Linked DNA regions of Zea mays: region 1 is linked to region 2. A link is a contact called in public Hi-C data. All regions are on one chromosome and are shown on one strand. The core of a region is the stretch at or near the end of the contact, and the rest is flanking DNA. Distances in the headings are between cores, read along the strand shown. Region 1 holds the start of LOC100192744. Region 2 has its middle 13 kb from the start of LOC118476197.

Evidence for each region. A called contact is a pair of places that touch in the nucleus more often than the background predicts.
Region 1: a contact with region 2 is called in a Hi-C map of ear, with 6 times the contacts expected there. The contact joins the promoter of LOC100192744 here to the enhancer-like site in region 2. A contact is called at or near these places in 4 of 25 Hi-C or Micro-C datasets (bundle sheath, ear, leaf and 1 more).

What each region holds. Positions count from the first base shown.
Region 1 is chr1:307,017,269-307,021,902 of Zm-B73-REFERENCE-NAM-5.0, reverse strand. It overlaps LOC100192744, which reads left to right and starts at 1,814. Exons shown (of 2, transcript NM_001358545.1): 1 at 1,814-2,137; 2 at 2,249-3,267. The coding sequence starts at 1,849. The coding sequence ends at 3,090. LOC100384071 reads left to right here. Exons shown (of 6, transcript NM_001176671.2): 5 at 243-314; 6 at 624-1,445. The coding sequence ends at 887.
Region 2 is chr1:306,726,902-306,731,594 of Zm-B73-REFERENCE-NAM-5.0, reverse strand. No RefSeq gene overlaps it. Among protein-coding and RNA genes, the nearest start is that of LOC118476197, 13 kb to the right of the region's middle. Within about 2 kb of position 1,759, at least 15 of the 20 cell types and tissues checked have an H3K27ac peak or open chromatin away from gene starts, as enhancers often do. A contact at or near this core is called in ear, leaf and tassel, where this site is marked.

The DNA of each region.
Region 1 (4,634 bases), core at 565-3,064, 290 kb before region 2:
TTGGTTGTTGTCTGTGGGTTCATGCTATGATCCATCACCTTTCTGCTCTATCTTGCCTCCTCTGGTTCTGTTCAATGTTGTGTCTATGCACCTTACGTACAGCCACATCCCCACCTTGCCACTAGTCGAACCTTCTGTACAAGGCGCTGAAGGAAAGCTAGGGCGCTACTTAAAACATGATATGTTTCATCATGAGTATGTTTGAGGAGTGTGCTAACTATGCTGATCATTGTTTTCTGCAGGTCCAAGGGCTGAAGAAGGACCTACAATATATAAAAGAGACGGTGCAGTCCTCATCTGTACTGGAAATGAAGGTATATTCTGTTGTTTAGGTTTAATCTCAGGAAAATATTGTTCTTTAGTGGTGCCCACAGATAATCATTGTACAAGTAATGTGTCCATGCTTTACTTACCCTCATCATGGGAGCAGCAAAAATTCTGGTGCACTGTCCTGCTGTACTTAATTCCCTTTGGTTTGTGCTTTCAAATTTGTGACATGCCATCTTGGAGACACGGGTAGGAATTTGTGGTTTGACATTTTATGCCTGAACCTGAATGACTTGGACCTTTGAGATCTGAAATTTAGTGTGCTTATATAGGTCGCTGTGTGTTTGTTAATGCAGGATAATAAAATCAGGAAGCACGGAGACTGGGAGAAATGGGTGATCCCTCGCGAGAGCAATCCTGATGCCCCGTCAAGATTAGCATCTGTATCAAGACCTAATGTCAATAACCTGACATCACATCTAGGAGGCATGGGTCTGCATGAATCCGCTAGCTCTACTGGCGCAGAGGAGCTGAACCATCATGATGTCGTCCAGAACGGATCGCCTTCTGGTAAGGAACCGGCAGCTGAAGACAGTTCTGGTCAGCAGGAGTTGCAATAAGACAGTGGCTCGCCTTCACACCATGACTGCAGGGGTTTTGTGCCAGAGCACAAATGATAGTTTCTTCTTTTTTTTCGGGTTTTTGGGGTTGGTTGGGGGGGGGGGGTTTGGACGAGGTGTGATAATGACTCATGAGGGGCGTGTTAGACTGACAGGCGAATGTGTTTACCGGGGGTCAGGTAGATAAGATTTTGCTTTACCTTGTGGTATTCAGGCGGAGGGGTAGGGCAGCTGGTGAAGCAGCAGAGAAGGAAGGCGGTGGTTACATCTGGAGGCGCCTCAGATGACATGGAAGACTGAAAAAACAAGTCTATTGAAGACTGAAAAAGAAGTCAATTGAAGACTAGCGTAGCGGCCCTGGGCGGCTTTGTTTTCACAGGATGGTATTCTGGTGTTGCGATGAACTAGTCTTCATCGGGATGGATGTTGTAGGACCTTCAGGTTTTTTTTTTATTTTTTTTATGGAGGAGCTGAAAGTTTCTGACTTGGGAGAGTGAGGGAGTTTGACTTGTTTTGTTTTTGTGGTGGCGTTAAGTTAAAGTAAGAAGAAGATGTTAGATAATGTTTGCTCCCTGTTCATTCTGCTGTGCTGGCCTTGTATGGTATTATGGTGGCTGTGAATGATGGAGACTGAGATTGCGTGGTCCTGTTCTGCAGCAGCAGCAGAAGACACGTATGCAGACTTGAAATCAGCCGCGTCCTGTTTGATCTACCAAACCAAGCCATCGTCGTCGCTGTTTACTAGACGGATACGGGTCCCTGTCATCTGACATGCGAACTCTTGATTCGTTTCATTACGCATTGAATTAGTTAGTAACAGTATGGCAGGTGGAGTGAGTGATCATGCATCCAATGCAGTTGTCTGTCATCATGCAACTCTCAACCGCCTGGTACGTGCGTGTCAGCATCCAGCAATAACCACACATGCATTTTTGTATACTATATAATAAGCAGAGAGGGTATGCGGTGGTGGTGGTGGCGACGGCAGCGATCGACCATGGCTACGACGGCGCCGCTCGTTCTCCTCCTCCCCCTCGTGCTGCTGCTGCTGCAGGCGAGGTGGTCGTCGCAGCAGCAGCAGCAGGTTGTGACGGCGGTGATCGTGTTCGGCGACTCCATCGTGGATCCGGGGAACAACAATGGTTTGCACACGCTGATCAAGGCCAACCATCCGCCCTACGGCATGGACATGTTGAACCACGAGGCCACCGGACGCTACTCCAACGGCCTCATACCAACAGACCTCATTGGTATGCTATGCTATGCTATGCCTCCGTCGTCGTCTCGTCTGTCTGATGCATATTATATATATAATTAACAAACAAACAAACATTAAACACATGCATGCTAGCTGCGCCCAGCCCAGCAGCTCGGCGTGAAGCAGCTGCTTCCGCCCTACCTGGGCGTGGACCTGAGCCCCGATGACCTTCTCACCGGCGTCAGCTTCGCGTCCGGCGCCACCGGATTCGACCCGCTGACTCCCGTCGTGGTCAGCGTCATCTCGATGGACCAGCAGCTCGCCTACTTCGACGAGTACCGGGGGAGGCTGGTGGACATCGCCGGCGAGGCCGAGACGGCGCGGATCATCGAGGGCGCGCTGTTCCTGGTGTGCGCCGGCACCGACGACGTGGCCAACACCTACTTCACCACGCCGTTCCGCAGCGCCGAGTACGACATCCCGGGCTACGTGGACCTGCTGGTGGGCCACGCCGAGGAGTTCCTCCGCGAGCTGGTCGTCAGCTCCAGGGGCGCCAGGAGGATCGGCTTCGTGGGGATGCCGCCGGTGGGCTGCGTGCCGTCGCAGCGCACGCTCGGGGGCGGCCTCGCCACCAGGGCCTGCGAGCCCAAGCGAAACGAGGCGGCGCTGCTGTACAACGCCAGGGCCCAGGAGATGATCGCCGCCTTCAACAACAACAACAACGCCGACGCCGACGCCGACGTGCTGGTCGTCTTCCTCGACATCTACCGCATCCTGGACCACCTCATGGAGCGCGGGGAGGAGTACGGCTTCTCCGAGACCACCAGGGGATGCTGCGGCACCGGCACCATCGAGGTCACGGGGCTATGTGACTCCCGCTTCGTCTCCGTCTGCGACGACGTCTCGCAACACGTCTTCTTCGACAGCTACCACCCAACAGAGAGAGCCTACAGGATCATCGTCAACGACATCTTTCAAAACTACGGACACGTGCTCTTCTCATGACTATATATCACGTACTCGCTGTCTCTGTCTCTGGTAGCTGGCCCAATCGACCCAACAGCAACCAAATTAAATGAGCCCATCCTCCAAATACCGCAGCCCATTGTTACACTTATTTCCTATCAAAAAAAAAATCATATACTGAGATGCTTTTCTTACTGAAATCCGATTGCACTGCACACAATACGGGTTCAAAGAAGCTTTCGTACACGTACTGCAAGTCTCCATCTGATAGATTTTGAACTTTCCAGACATCATTTTAAATGGGCCAAATCTCTCAAGACGCCGACATTCGAAAGGCTATACTATACCTACCGTAAATAGTCGCGCTGTCATCCTTATCTAGCATTATATTTAAGGTAATAATAGCTAGCCAGATAGCCAGTTAACAAATCATTATCTAAAAAATTAGCAGTTAACAAATTGTCTCAAAAAGACTTGCACTCAACCGTACCACACCTGATCTGACTGATGATCGGAGAGCTTTTTATACCTAGATTTGAAACAGCATGCAAAATCACACCAAGTGAAACTGTCGTACCAGCCACATATATATATGTATGCGATTCGACTCGATGATGAAGTGATAGATTCCTGGCCAGCCGGATCATATACACAGACGACAGCAGGGAGTGCAAGAACAAGTGATCCATCTCTCTCTGCTAGCTAGCTAGCTTTAAACAAACAGCTGGCCGCCGGAAGGAATGCTAGCTAGCTAGCTTTTGGAGTATATCTAGTGCTGTTGATGTTGGATGCCACAACAACAACAGATAGAAAGAATGATGTAACTCTCGGGTTCCCCTTTCCGATCCCCTAATCGATTTATAAAATAAAGTTGCCATTAACTTTCTTACTAGCTTTTCCACTTGTCCTTCTTCTTTTTTCCTGCTGGATGTGTACAATTGCCTTACGAGCTGTGTTGTTTTCTTTCTTTTTCTTAACTCAATCTCCTGCCGTTGTTTGTGCAGTACTGACGAACCATGAGGCAGTATATATATGGAATTCTGATGGAGGAGCAAGACTGAAATGAACTGATCGACTAGGTTGATCTGAGGAGGAAGTAGACTAGCTGTGCATGTGATGACATCTCTTCCTTGTAACTATGCATATATAGACTTATAAATATCAATTAAAAGAGCCTCATCTTCTTTTGCATTATTTATTATGTACGCGTTTCCAACTTTTATAGTCAAATTTTAGAGCGGAGGACGTAGGAAAATAAAAAAACGATCATCTTCTTGATATAATATGTTACTCACTTCGTTCTTTTTTATTTGTCGTATTTTAATTCAAAACATAAACTAACAGACGACAAATATTCAGGAACGGAGCTAGTATTATTTTTAAATGCCAATTACCAACCACTTGTTCGCATGGATAAATCAATCGAGTGTGCAATAATTACTAGCACACCAATTAAGCTACGACGTACGGCACATTCCATCGATTTAGTGGGTGTGCGTGTACTCATTCATTAACTTGACCCCAAATGTAATCTACGCGTACGTCTCTTTCTAATTTGGTGTCATCCACGTCAGAAAAACACA
Region 2 (4,693 bases), core at 510-3,009:
CAGTATGCTGTTGCTGTATGCGATGTCCAGTTCGAACATTCGGACGTTCAGTTCAGTTCGGTATGCTGTTGCTTTACAAGATTAAGGTTCAGACGTTCAGTTCCATCAGTTCAGTATGCTTGAAACTTACTACCTGTAATCCTGCATGTCGTATGCAGTTTATTTGAAACTTGTTACCTGTATGTCGTATGCAGTTTATCTGGTAAGGTTCTCCAATTTCTGAAAACCGAAATAACCGAAAACCAAACCGATGAAACCGAAAACCGAAATCCCCGGTTTTTTATAAAATTCCCTAACCGAACGGTTGTCTAAATTTGAAAACTGAACTTTCCTTATACCGAAAAAACCGAACCGAATAAGTAAACCGATTGCCCAGCCCTGGTCTCTGATACCCCATACCCCTTCTCTCACTGCCCTGTGGCCCCAAACGTGTCAGGTTTCTTCTTCCCAAAGTGGAAAAAAGTAGGGGCAGGGGTCACGGTAATGTTCAGTGCTCAGGCAACGCCACCCATCTCAAAACCCCAACCAGGCACTACTCCCTCTCCTCCTCTCCTCCTCTGCCCTCTCGCCCTCTCGTCCGGTGAGCAGTTCGCTGTCTCTCCGCTGATCGCATACTGCAGCCGAGAAGCACGACAGGGATGGAGGTATATACCACCCTCTCTCTCTCTCTCTCTCTCTCTCTCTCTCTCTCTCTCTCTCTGACTACGTCGAGAGTCACCGCTCGTGGAGTCCGCCCGGCCCGCCTTGCATCCTCCGTTCCCATGGCACACCGGTAGGTTAAGGAAGAAGAAAGGCTCATCTTTTACTTGTCGCATCGATCGCATACGCAGATACGCTCCTCTGGCCGACCGGCTGGCCACCAATTCCTCGTACCTCGGTGACGGCGAAGCCAGAGGAGCAGGAGTGCCTCGGCATTCATTCGGTTCTGCCCGGCCCGCCTCGCAGAGTCGCAGGTTCCCATGGCACACCGGGAGATTGAGGAAGAAGAAAGGATCATCTTTTACTTGTCGCATCGATCGCATAAGCAGATACGCTCCTCTGGCCGGCCGGCTGGCCACCAATTCCTCGTACCTCGGTGACGGCGAAGCCAGGGAGCAGGAGTGCCTCGGCATTCATTCGGCTCCGCCCGGCCCGCCTTGCATCCTCGGTTCCCATGGCACAACGGGAGGTTGAGAAAAGGCTCATCTTTTACTTGTCGCATCGATCGCATACGCTCCTCTGGCCGGCCGGCTGGCCACCAATTCCTCGTACCTCGGTGACGGCGAAGACAGAGGAGCAGGAGTGCCTCGGCATTCATTCGGCACTAGTCTAGTGTCTTAGAGAGGAGCAGGAAGACCTCGGCTCTAAAACCCCAAGAAAACCCCTAGTCCCTATTATTAGTTTATTACTTTACTACTACTATTAAAGCAAAGTAGCGCCCACAGTAGCGAATTAGCGATACCGCGCCCCCGCCCATCCCCTCCCCGCCCGGCGTCCGCGACCGCCGCCCTCGCTGCCCACCCCTATGGCCTCCTCCTCTAGCAAAGCTGCCCTTCACCTCCGCCGCCGAACGCGCCACCGCCTGCACTGTTGCTCAGTCCCACCGCCCCGGCCCGCGATCCCCAACCCGCGTGTGATATCCGACGGCGAGCCACCGGCGATCACCGGAGATTTCGGGAAGAAGATGCGGGAAGAAGCAGCAGAGAAGAGGGAAGACAGAGGTATGGTGGGGATTTGTTGTTCTGTTATTTCTTGACCAGGTTGCTACAGTATTTATGTATATGGCCTATACGCCAATTACAAGGCCCAAATCCGGCCCAACAATCAAACAAGATCAGTCTCAGAACAATCCCGCCTGGCGGCTCCCTTCCTGTTAGTTCTCCTGTGCCGGCGACGCCATGACAGTGCCCCTCCTGAAGAACCAGCTGGTCCCCAGATGGTAGAAGCGGGAAACTTGGTTCGTAGCACATTGTAATCCTCCCAGGTAGCCATCTCCGTAGGAAGACCTGCCCACTTGATCAGGATTTGAGTAACAGCAGCTGAACCTTTTCTCACCAAACGCCTGTCCAAAATGCTTTCTGGATCCGGAGGATTTGTCTCTGAAAAAACTGCTGGTGGCAAGTCAGAAAACACCGGAGTGTGGTCTGGAATGTGCTCTTTTAGTTGTGAGACATGGAATACTGGGTGTATGGAAGCTGAATCCGGTAACAGAAGCTTGTATGTCATCTTTTGAAAATGCCTCAGTTTATTTTCTCTGTTTTCTGTAGGAACTTATTTGGGACGAAAATGAAAATTGACATCTTATCTATGTGATCTGCAGGACGACGACATGATGAAATACGCTCCGGATATCTTCACTCGCTTGGAAGCCAGAGACTGCCGGAGCAGTATCGTTACCATCATTGACAAGAGAGGAAAGAGAACTGGATTTGGAAGTGGTTTTGTCATCTATGACGGTCCTCCAAGGTACGAAACAATAGAAAAAAATTACTCTAGAGCATGGTTTAAAAGGCATCGCCTAGGCGACGCCTAGGCGTCCAGGCGCTAGATTTTGCTAGGCATCGGCACCGCCCAGGTAAGAACGAGCATGGCGTCCGCCTTAGCGAGGTAGGCGACTGGGCGACGCCTTCTTCCCCTGGGTGACGCCTGACCTTGGGGTTGTTGGCCGTAGTCGCCGCGCGTGCGCAGAGCCCAAATTGGCGCACGTTTTGGCGCGGGAATAGGTAAGGAAAGTAGGAAGCAGAGGGGAATAGATAAGGAAATAGAGAAATTGATTAGGGCACACCTTCCCTGGACGGCACTTGCGGCGGCGGCGCCACCTTCCTGGACGCGGCCTCCTGTGCACGCGCGGCAGCCCCTCCCTGTGCGCGCGCAGCAGCCCCTCACTGTGCGCCGGCTGCTCCTCCCTGTGCGCGCGGCTGCTGCTCCTTGTGCGCGCGGCTCCTCCCTGCTCCCTGCGCACGGCTGCTGCTCCCTGCGCGTGGCTGCTGTTCCCTGGGCGCGCCCCTCCCTGCACGGCGGCAGGTCTTCCCTGGTAGGTCCTCCTCCCCTGCTTTCTCTCAGGTTTCTGTCAAGACTCAAGAATGGTGTTCCTCCTCCCCTGCTTCCCCTGGTTTCAGGTTTCTGTCAAGTGTCAAGAACTCAAGACTGTGCAGTGAGTACCCTGGTTTCAGGTTTCTGTCAAGTGTCAAGAACTCAAGACTGTGCAGCGAGTACCCTGGTTTCAGGTTTCTGTCAAGACTGCAGCAAGTAGCGACAACACAATGTCTTCTCCAAATGTAGCTCCATCTTCTGTGGCTGCTGAGTACGACCCGAAGAGCGATCCTACTCGGAAGCCACAGAAGTCTACTGATCCAGGGTGGAAGTACGGATTTTGGCCAGATCTTCAAAATAAAGATAAGGTGGAATGCACTCTATGTGGTCAGGTTGTTAGTGGAGGGATAAAGAGGTTAAAGCAACATTTGGCAGGGGCATATGGAGATGCAAGGAGTTGTGCCTTCGGCCCGCCTGCTCGCCATAATCCAATGGGCGAGCTCGCACGGCTACCGTTCCGCACATCCGTGACGAATTACTCGAACGGTTCATGGAGTTGCTCTGCCAGACGGAGCCACTCTCGACGCGCGCGCGTCCAACTCTTCGCGACCGGCCTGCCCGAACGCCTGTGCATCGACGTCGAGCTGTGCGCGCCCGCCGACCTCCAGCAGGCCATAGCCCTGGCACGCGCCTACGAGCGGCGCGCCCAGGCCCCGGAGGGACCATACTAGGGCGGCAGCCGTGGCACGCGCAACCCCAACCGCCCCGCACCAGTTCCGCCGTCGCAGCCAACGTCGGCCGCCCCAGCAACGTCGGCGACTCCGGCCGTGTTTTTAAGCGGCTCACCAACGAGATGGCAGAACGTCGCCGCCAAGGGCTGTGCTACAACTACGAGCCCTTCGTCCGCGGACATCGCTGCCAGCGCCTGTTCTACCTCGAGGTGGCGGACGAGGACGACACGGAGCCAGCGCAAGAGGAGTCTCCACCGGAACCCGTGCAGCCCACTGTGTCACTCCACGCCCTGGCAGGAGTGCGCACACCGAACACCATGCAGGTCGCGGTATCCATTCATGGGCACAAGCTCACCGCTCTCATGGATACTGGCTCCACGCACAACTTCATCAACGCCGACGTCGCGGCCACGGTCGGCCTCCTCTTCACCGACTACTCCGCCATCCGTGTCGCCGTCGCCAACGGCGACAAGGTGCCCTGCTTCGGCCGCGCCCCGGATGTAGACATGAGCGTGGGTCCCGACGTCTTCCCCATCACCTGCTACGCCATTCCGCTAGGAGGTTACGACCTTGTGCTCGGTGTCACCTTCCTGCGCGCCCTGGGACCCATCCTCTAGAACCTCGACGATCATTGGATGGCGTTTTGGCGCGACGGTCGCCGAATCCAGTGGCACGGCGTGGGGGCATCAGCCCATCCCACGCCCAGGGCTGCTCTCCACGCCATCTCCGACGGCGACCAGCCCCTCTTGGAGCACCTCCTCGACGACTTCGCCGACGTATTCGCCACGCCGTCGGGCCTACCCCCGGTGCGGCCGTGCGACCACCGCATCCACCTCCTGCCCGGCGTTCCGTCGGTGGCCATGCGCCCGTACCGGTATCCGCAGCTACAAAAGGACGAGCTGGAACGGCAGGTGGCAGACATGCTGTCTCAGGGCATCATCCGCCAAAGC